Regions from separate parts of the Pan troglodytes genome. Here region 2 is linked to region 1. The links are chromatin contacts, called in public Hi-C maps. All regions are on one chromosome and are shown on one strand. The core of a region is the stretch at or near the end of the contact, and the rest is flanking DNA. Distances in the headings are between cores, read along the strand shown. Region 1 overlaps CRTAP (cartilage associated protein). Region 2 overlaps FBXL2 (F-box and leucine rich repeat protein 2).

Region 1 (4,436 bases), core at 673-3,172:
ACAGTGTGAAGAGAACCTCACCCCAGTTATAGGAGGCTATCCGGTTGAGAAATTTGTGGCTACCATGTATCATTACTTGCAGTTTGCCTATTATAAGTGTAAGTAATCTTCTGTGACATCTTGGGTGAGGCACTTAGTCCTTCTAAGACTGTAAAATAGAGGTAATAACTCTTAGCTACGGTTGTTGAGAGTTCATCGAGGTCCACTGACAACCCTGGTGCTATGCTTTGCACAAAAAGGCAGCATGGCTTAGTGATTCAGGGCAGAGCCTGTAACCACACTGCCTGGGTTCGATTTCAGCCTTATCACTTACTAGCTTCTCTGTGCTTTAGTTTCCTCATTGTGAATAGAGATTGTAGTACTAACCTCATAGGATTGTCCTGAGGAGTAAATGAGTTAATAGATGTGAAATGTCTGGGGTATTCCCACACTGGCACATAGCAAACTGTGTGTTTGTTTTTGTTATCATTATTTCCCTTCCTCTTCATCACTAGCTTTACTTTTCAGACTGTTAGAGTTTATTTTCTTTTCTTTTTTCTTTCTTTTCTTTTCTTTTCTTTTTTTTTTTTTTTTTTTTTTTTTGAGACAGAGTCTTGCTCTGTTGCCCAGGCTGGAGTGCAGTGGTGTGATCTTGACTTACTGCAACCTCCGCCTCCCAGGTTCAAGTGATTCCCCTTCCTCAGCCTCCTGAGTAGCTGGGATTACAGGTGTGTGCCACCACGCCTAGCTAATTTTTTGTAGTTTTAGTAGAGATGTGGTTTCACTATCTTGGCCAGGCTGGTCTTGAACTCCTGACCTCAAGTGATCCACCCACTTCAGTCTCCCAAAGTGCTGGGATTACAGGTGTGAGCCACTGCGCCTGTCCTGTTAGTTTCATTCTAGTTGGTCCTCCCTTGATCTGAAATGGGAGTTTCTCAATCAGAACGTTCTAGTGGACAATGGGAAGCAAACATGGGAGAGAAGGAAGTTCAGGGTTAGACTTCAGAGCCTGCGTGTTTCGGCTTTTCCTCCTCTCCCTGTACCTGACTTTGCCAAGTGCCACTTGTTCAAGCAGTGTGTCCCTTGGCAGTTCAGTTCCAATCACAGAAGAATTATTAGGGACAGTGGCAGCAGGACTTCCTCTGCCCTAATGAAATGCCAGGGTCTAGCGGTGGCAGGTTTCTGGCTAGAATAGATCCCCTGGGTCGCCCCTTCACACTCAGGAGTGGCTGGTCTCAGGGTGCCTTGGGAAGAGTGAGAGAGGTGATCTTGGCTTTAGCCCTCCTTTCCCACTGTGGTAATTGTGTTGTTTTTTTTTGGGGGGGGGGTTTCCTCTTTATCTCACCTCCCATCCTCTTCAGAACACAGTAAGCCTTGCACCCTGAAGGTCAGAAAAAGAAAAAGAATATGTATTATATAAATATAAAAAGCCATAAGGTCTTCTAGCTCACTGAGCATGGCTTGGTTCTAAATGTATGAAGCTAGAACACTAGGAATTTAGAAGTGTTCTGGATGCATGCGGGCTCTGGCAGCTCCCTGGGCCTCTGAAATCCTCACATGCCCTGAAAATCGCCCTGCATATCAGAAACTGGCAAAGACTTATCAACACTGGTGGACTGAGGCCTCTAGCTATGCTTGCTGCTTCCCAGGAAATCTGCTTTCGGGGATCAACAGTATGAATAAAGTGTACTTCCTGAAATGAGCTTCCTGAAAATCTGCCCCGTTTTGAATTTTTTCTAGACCACCTACCATGCTACATTGCTTGAGGGCAGGTGGTGTTATTTATATTTGAAGAGTAAATGCCCCTAAGGGCTGGCTTTAAAGTAGTCATTACAGGAAACAGCCACTGGGTGGCACAATTTATTCATACCCAAGCTTTGGCTTCTCCGGCCAACCACAGCTTTAGCAAAGGTACTGTTGTGTAAATTAGAGTGGAATGTGCCAGAATACATACCAGGGGCTTGTGTCTCATCACCTCTTCCTCATCCTGCACTCCCAAGACAAATCCCAAGCCCTGCAAAATCCCTATGCTGAAGGTACTGTCACAGGTGGGCAACACCAAGCAGAGAGGCTGGAGGTGGGAGTTCCATCCTCAGGAGGTGGCAAAACTAGGCGACTTTCCAAATCCCCTCCAACCCAGAGGCTCCACCATCCTTTGGGTTTTCCAGGTCTGGTTTAGCTGTAGGGGAGCTAACCTAGATCTGGAGACTGTGGTCCCATCCAGATGGGATCCAGACACTCTAGGCCCCAGATGAGACACCTGTTTGCTGAGCACATCCTCCCTATCTCCCTCAGCCCCAGGACAATCCAGCTTTTTCCAGCTGCTTCCAGGGACCTGAGACCAGCTCGGGTCACCAGAGCTGGAAGTGGAACATAGGCATTTCTCCATAGGCATGTGCCTAACTAGAACTAAGTTTCAAGCCTGGCCTCCAGGCTGCCGTGGAGACCCCATCTGTGGCCTGCCCACCCAGGGCTGCCAGTCGGCCCCAGGCTCTCTGAAGAAGGACTGTGGAGAAGGGGCTTGTTCATATGGCCTTTTTGTTTAGAAGCAGAGAAATTATAGGGTGTGGTTTGCTGATTTCTTCATTTGTCTTTTCTTCCCAACCCTAGTGAACGACCTGAAGAATGCAGCCCCCTGTGCAGTCAGCTACCTGCTCTTTGATCAGAATGACAAGGTCATGCAGCAGAACCTGGTGTATTACCAGTACCACAGGGACACTTGGGGCCTCTCGGATGAGCACTTCCAGCCCAGACCTGTAAGTCTGGTGCACCACACCTTCCCTTTTCTCTTCATTCTTGCCTTCTGGAGACTACCTCGTGCCTTAAGAGAAAGGGTTATTTTGGAAATAAAGGGGCTGGGCGCGGTGACTCATGCCTGTAAACCCAGCACTTTGGGAGGCCGAGGCAGGCGGATCATGATGTCAGGAGTTCGAGACCAGCCTGGCCAACACGGTGAAACCCCATCTCTACTAAACGTACAAAAATTAGCCAGGCGTGGTGGCACATGGCTGTAGTCCCAGCTACTTGGGAGGCTGAGGCAGAAGAATCACTTGAACCCAGGAGGCAGAGGTTGCAGTGAGCCAAGATTGCGCCAAAAAAAAGGAAATCAAGGAAAAGTCATTTTTTTCTGTAGTTTTGTGCATGTGTGTGTTTTAACATTTTACTGCTTCATTCTGATTTCTGAATCTGTAAAAACTCTACAAATTTCAAACATTACAGAAATATTTTACTTTGAAAACAAAATTCTCTCATAATCCTACACCTTCTTTCTCTCTCGGAAAACAAAATTCTCTCGTAATCCTACACCTTCTCTCTCTCTTTTTTTTTTGAGACAGAGTCTTGCTCTGTCACCCAGGCTAGAGTGCAGTGGCGTGATCTTGGCACACTGCATCCTCTGCCTCCTGGGTTCAAGCGATTCTCTTGCCTTAGCCTCCCGAGTAGCTGGGATTACAGGCGTGCACCAACATATCACGCTAATTTTTGTAGTTTTAGTAGAGATGGGGTTTCGCTGGGCTAGTCTCGAACTCCTGGCTTCAGGTGATCTGCCCACCTCAGCCTTTCAAAGTGCTGGGATTACAGGCGTGAGCCACTGCGCCCAGCCTGTGCCATCTCTTTATCTCCTGCTTTAAAGGTATATATTTACTCATATATATAGTAAATATTTGTGTATTTTTATAAAAACAAGGTCATATTTACATAGTTTTACAACTTTTTGCAACTTTCTTTGTCTTTCTGACAATTTGTCGTGAATATTTCTCCATGTCACATCCATGTATCATCTTAATTATTATCCTTTAACAGCTCCCTGGTAGTCTCTTTTGTGGATGGACCATCATTTAATTCCCTTGATAGGCAAACTGACCACTTAGCATGTGTTGTCAGTGAACCCCATTCATTATATATTACTTTCAAAAGATTTTTTCTAATTGATCTTTGCTCTTGTATTTTCATTGGGATTTCTGTATGCCATCTTGATTTTCGTAAGTTTGTCTTCCACTGAGGGCTGGCCACTCTTTTTTAAAAATTGAGATATAATTTATATAGGATAGAATTCACCTTTTTAAAGTGTACAATTCAGTGGTTGTTAGTATATTCAGAGTTATACAGCCATTACCACTATCTAATTTTAAACATTTTCATCACCTTAGAAAAAACCCCATATCCTGTTCCTCCCTCCTCCCAGTTCTAAGATGAAAAGGTTGGTCCTATAAACTGTTCTCTGTTGTGTCTGAACAGGAAGCAGTTCAGTTCTTTAATGTGACCACACTCCAGAAGGAGCTGTATGACTTTGCTAAGGAAAATATAATGGATGATGATGAGGTAAGTTTTCATGCTTAGCACATGTCTGGTGGCTAAGAGAAAATATTACTCACATCTTTGCTAAAATCACTGGAAGGCTGAGTCCTCCCTGAAGTAAGAAACAGAGGGGACCTTGAGAAAGACAGTTCCTGTGGGTG
Region 2 (4,612 bases), core at 1,783-4,282, 240 kb after region 1:
AAGTATAATATAGATGTGCGTGTTTATTTCTATATGAAGTAGTCTGTTTAAGTGAACATATTATTTTGAATCTTCATGGCCAAATTCATAGAATTTAAGGTATTTATCAATAATTTTGTGATTTATTTAATTTTCCTATTGTCTAAAACATTTGATGAAATATGAATATGTGTATATTGTAAATATCTAAAGCATTAATCTGCAGAAATCCAATCAAATATTAATGTCAGTTAAACTAGGAAAGCCTCAAAAGTTCTTTAATCAGATTTTTAAATTATGAGTTTATAAATTTTATGAAAAAAATCTATATTTTGATGACTAGTGAGGGAGAAATGGAATTTTAAACTTTTATTCTCCATTTATATTATTTAAAATTTTTATTTTGTTTTTTCCTGGATGCATGTATCTTATCTAAATTGCTAAAATATTTTAAAGCTGTGCAGAGATAACACAAGTACCTGTCTACCCTTTACTTCTTATTTTGTTGAAGTTATTTGGATAAAATGCTAGTAATCAGCAACCAAAACTGAACAACAGCAGATACTTTTCTGCTGCTCCCGTTTTGGTATTGCTGGTGTCCTCTGACTTTTCTTTCTGTGCTGCTTTTCCTCAGCGTATCACGGATGAAGGTGTGGTGCAGATATGCAGGGGCTGTCACCGGCTACAGGCTCTCTGCCTTTCGGGTTGCAGCAACCTCACAGATGCCTCTCTTACAGCCCTGGGTTTGAACTGTCCGCGACTGCAGTGAGTACACTGCACTTTTTGCTTTGCAGCTCAGAGTTTGGCTGAGTTAACCAAGAGGGCTTCCTTCAGGAGAGGACAGGCTTGCCAGGTAGTGGTGCTGGAGGCAGTAGTTATGTTGTTGTTGGCTTTTGTTGGGTAAATTGGGGTGGGGCGTGTATAAATCCAGTTCATTGGAGGATGTACTGGGAGAGTATAAAATGTCTACCACCAGTGAATCCAAACTTTAATTTCTTAATGAATGTCACACAGTTTCCCACCTAATTTACCTCATCATGTTATTGCTTTAAGCACCCGAGTGAGCACATAGTGAGGAGAGTGATAGCCTCACATCCAAAGGACATGAGCTTCTCCTCCAGAACTGCTGCCAAATGGACAGAATGAGGGGAATATCACAATCACCTTCTTACTTAGCTTCTTCCCCAGTAGGAGAAAAAGTTTTTAACAAATAATAATTTAGGCCAGGCATGGTGGCTCATGCCTGTAATCCCAACACTTTGGGATGCTGAGGTGGGTGGGTCACCTGAGGTCAGGAATTCGAAACCAGCCTGGCCAACATGGTGACACCTCGTCTCTACTAAAAATACAAAAATTAGTCGGGTTGGTGGCAGGTGCCTGTAATTCCAGCTACTCGGAATGCTGAGGCAGGAGAATTGCTTGAACCCGCGAGGCGGAGGTTGCAGTGAGCCAAGATTGTGCCACTGCACTCTAGTCTAGGCGACAGAGTGAGACCCCATCTCAAAAAAAAAAAAACAAAAAAACCCAATAATTTGTATTCTTATCCTCAAGGTAATAGATTATCATTACCAGCTATGAATATTAAAATTTTAACAATAGTAACAATAGTTGACTTCAGAACCAGCAACCTTAAACTTTATCCAAGAGGCAGAAAAAAAGATACTTTTTAAAAATCTCTACTTCCCAATGAAACTGATCCATTCCCACGCTCACACCAGTTCTGTATCTTTTAAGAATTGTATATTTCTGCTTTTACCAATTTTTCTTACTGTTGTAGAGAAGGTACTATATCATTTAGATATTTCTGCTTAGTAGAAGGAATTTGGGTGATCAAAACTGGCCAGAAAGGAGGTCAAAATTATTGCTGTAAGGGAGTGTTTAACTTAGAAATGTTATTCATGCACCCATCCCTATTAAGCATGGGTAATTGAGAATTAACTTATTTTTCATTGTCCACAAATTTTTTAAATTTCCTTTAGGGTACCTGGGAGTTTCCATAAATGCAGTAAATCTCAAGATGATTTTGTTGAGAAAAGTTCATTTTAAATGTGTTTAAAAAGTGAACAAGGCTGGGCATGGTGGCTCATGCCTGTAATCCCAGCACTTTGGGAGGCCGAGGTGGGTGGATTACCTGAGGTCAGGAGTTTGAGACCAGCCTGGCCAAGATGATGAAATCCCGTTTCTACTAAAAGTACAAAAATTAGCTGGGCATGGTGGCGGGCACCTGTAGTCCCAGCTACTTGGGAGACTGAGACGGGAGAATCATTTGAACCTGGGAGGCGGAGGCTGCAGTGAGCCAAGATGCTCCACTGCACTCCAGCCTGGGTGACAGTATGAGACGCTGTTTGCAAAACAAAACAAAACAAAAACAAAAACAAAAAACAAATATTAGAATACTATTTAAAAACAACATGCTGGTAAAGCAGGAAGATTCTTGGATTTACTTTCCAAGTTTGGGATGGAACTTCAGGGCTTTGGGCAGGTCACATTCCCTAAGGGCTGTTAACAGAAGCAAAAGCATGTCAAAGAGCAGAAAAGACTCAAGTATGCATAATAAAATATGTGTTTCCATTATTAACTAGTTGGTACCTTTTTCTCCCCTGTACCCACTTTCTCCTCAGAATTTTGGAGGCTGCCCGATGCTCCCATTTGACTGACGCAGGTTTTACACTTTTAGCTCGGGTAAGGCATAGATTTAAAGAATACAACCAAACTCTTAATTCACCTCCCGAATTCAAAGTGACTTGGAGTGGTTTTGGGTGTGCAAAAGACTACCTTCAGAAAAGACAGGCACAAAGTAGAGTAGAACCCTTGGGGTGTGTATTGCAGTTTTTCCAGTTAGCCAGAAATCTAGGGAAGTCCTATAGAGGGTTCTGTAAAGAGTCTGAGCCTCACGCGTGGTCAAGTGGGACCAGCCTCCTCCTGGCAGGAGACTCCATTCCTCATTGGACCCCAACTTGGCCTCTCAGCAGCTCCCCCTAACTGGGCTGTACCCTGCCCTTTGTCCTGCAAACACTGACCACTGGGGGCCCCTCTGGACCTGCTGCCAGGAACCCATGTCCTCCTGGGGCTGCTGATACACTTGGCTACCTCCACCCAACCCCCACAGTGTGGCTTAGTGCCCCATCCCCATGCCCTCCCAGAGTCTAGGCTATGGCTAAAATTTACCTGCTGATGTCTGCGAGCCACTGGGAAGGTTGTAGACAACTCTCTTTACAAGTTGAGAGAAGGAAATGCAGCCAGAGGCAGCCCTATTCCCATTTCCAAAGCACTGTAACTCAAAAGGCAGCTGTTCAGAAGTGCTGGTTTACTGGGTAGCTTTAGGAAGAGGGCATACTTCTTAACAGAAGAGAACAAGGACACTGGGCCAATACTCAGAGGGATAGGGCAAGCCACCATTGTTGCTGTCACCACTGACTCACATGTGGGGTGTGTCTTGTGGACTCTTCCAGAATTGCCACGAATTGGAGAAGATGGATCTTGAAGAATGCATCCTGGTGAGTGGACTCCTGACAGCCCTGCAGGGCAGCCTGCTCCTTAGTCACTGCTGGCCAGTACAGCACAGCCAGAGACACTGACTCGCTATCATCCTGACCCTCCTTGATCAACCTCAGTGGCAGGACTTGGAAACCTGTGAAGGCCATGGCAGTGGATGCGTGAACTTTTGGCCATTCTCAGTCATCAGACAGAACTACAGAAGAGAAGTTCAGGATAGCTCTATAAAATAAGCTTGCATGTCCAGTGATGGGGTGACTCCAAAGAGGAGAATCCTGGGAACCCTCCTTGCCCACTCCCTCTTTGTCTCTTGCCCCAAGCCTCCTTGGGCTACCAGAAGAGAGACCAAAGAACAGTTTTGCATCTCTAGAAGTGGGCAGATTTTAGAGTGCTGGTGAAGAGAGGAGCTCCCAGCCCCAGTGTTGGAGATGAGTTTTTAATTCTTTTACGCCTTTTGATTGTCGTGTTCAGGAGAAGCCAGGATTAGGTATTAAGTTCTGGTGTAGAAGCCATACTGACACAGCATGTTTCTCTCCAGATAACCGACAGCACACTCATCCAGCTCTCCATTCACTGTCCTAAACTGCAAGCCCTGGTGAGTCTGAGTTTTTCTGACATTATTCACCTGTTAAAGATGAAAGAGCCCTCCCACCACAACAAGAAGCTGTTTGGGTTCTCTTTCTGTAAGGTATCATCTCTCTTGATTTCAAAAATCTATTAATTGGGCTAACTTGGGAGGCAAGGTATCTAAATATTTGATTACTGCTTTCATTGAATTTGCAATTTTAAGATTCCCAAAAGAGAAATGTCCAGATCCAGATGGTTTTGTTGGGGAACTCTACCAAACATTTAAGGAATGAACATCTTTTTTTTTTTTTTTTGAAACAGGGTCTCACTCTATCGCCTAGGGTGGAAAGCAGTGGCACAATCTGAGCTCGCTACAACCTCCACCTCCCAGGTTCAAGCAATTCTCCTCCTCAGCCTTGCGGGGGGATTACAAACATGCGCCACCACGCCTGGCTAATTGTTGTATTTTTAGTAGAGACGGGGTTTCACCATGTTGGCCAGGCTGGTCTCGAACTCCTGACCTCAGGTGATCTGCCTGCCTCGGCCTCCCAAAGTGCTGGGATTACAGGTG

The links. A called contact is a pair of places that touch in the nucleus more often than the background predicts.
Region 2: a contact with region 1 is called in a Hi-C map of induced pluripotent stem cells, with 3 times the contacts expected there. The contact joins two enhancer-like sites. A contact is called at or near these places in 5 of 7 Hi-C or Micro-C datasets (blood, induced pluripotent stem cells, a lymphoblastoid cell line and 1 more) and 1 of 1 other capture datasets (stem cell-derived neural stem cells).

The regions. Positions count from the first base shown.
Region 1 is chr2:37,143,894-37,148,329 of NHGRI_mPanTro3-v2.0_pri, forward strand. CRTAP (cartilage associated protein) reads left to right here. Exons shown (of 7, transcript NM_001280476.1): 4 at 1-98; 5 at 2,590-2,735; 6 at 4,216-4,299. Among named protein-coding and RNA genes, the nearest start is that of CRTAP, 18 kb to the left of the region's middle. Within about 2 kb of position 1,923, at least 4 of the 24 cell types and tissues checked have an H3K27ac peak or open chromatin away from gene starts, as enhancers often do. A contact at or near this core is called in induced pluripotent stem cells and stem cell-derived neural stem cells, where this site is marked.
Region 2 is chr2:37,384,544-37,389,155 of NHGRI_mPanTro3-v2.0_pri, forward strand. It overlaps FBXL2 (F-box and leucine rich repeat protein 2), which reads left to right. Exons shown (of 16, transcript XR_678860.4): 10 at 614-744; 11 at 2,601-2,661; 12 at 3,432-3,476; 13 at 4,013-4,162. Among named protein-coding and RNA genes, the nearest start is that of UBP1, 64 kb to the right of the region's middle. Within about 2 kb of position 3,033, at least 2 of the 24 cell types and tissues checked have an H3K27ac peak or open chromatin away from gene starts, as enhancers often do. A contact at or near this core is called in induced pluripotent stem cells and stem cell-derived neural stem cells, where this site is marked.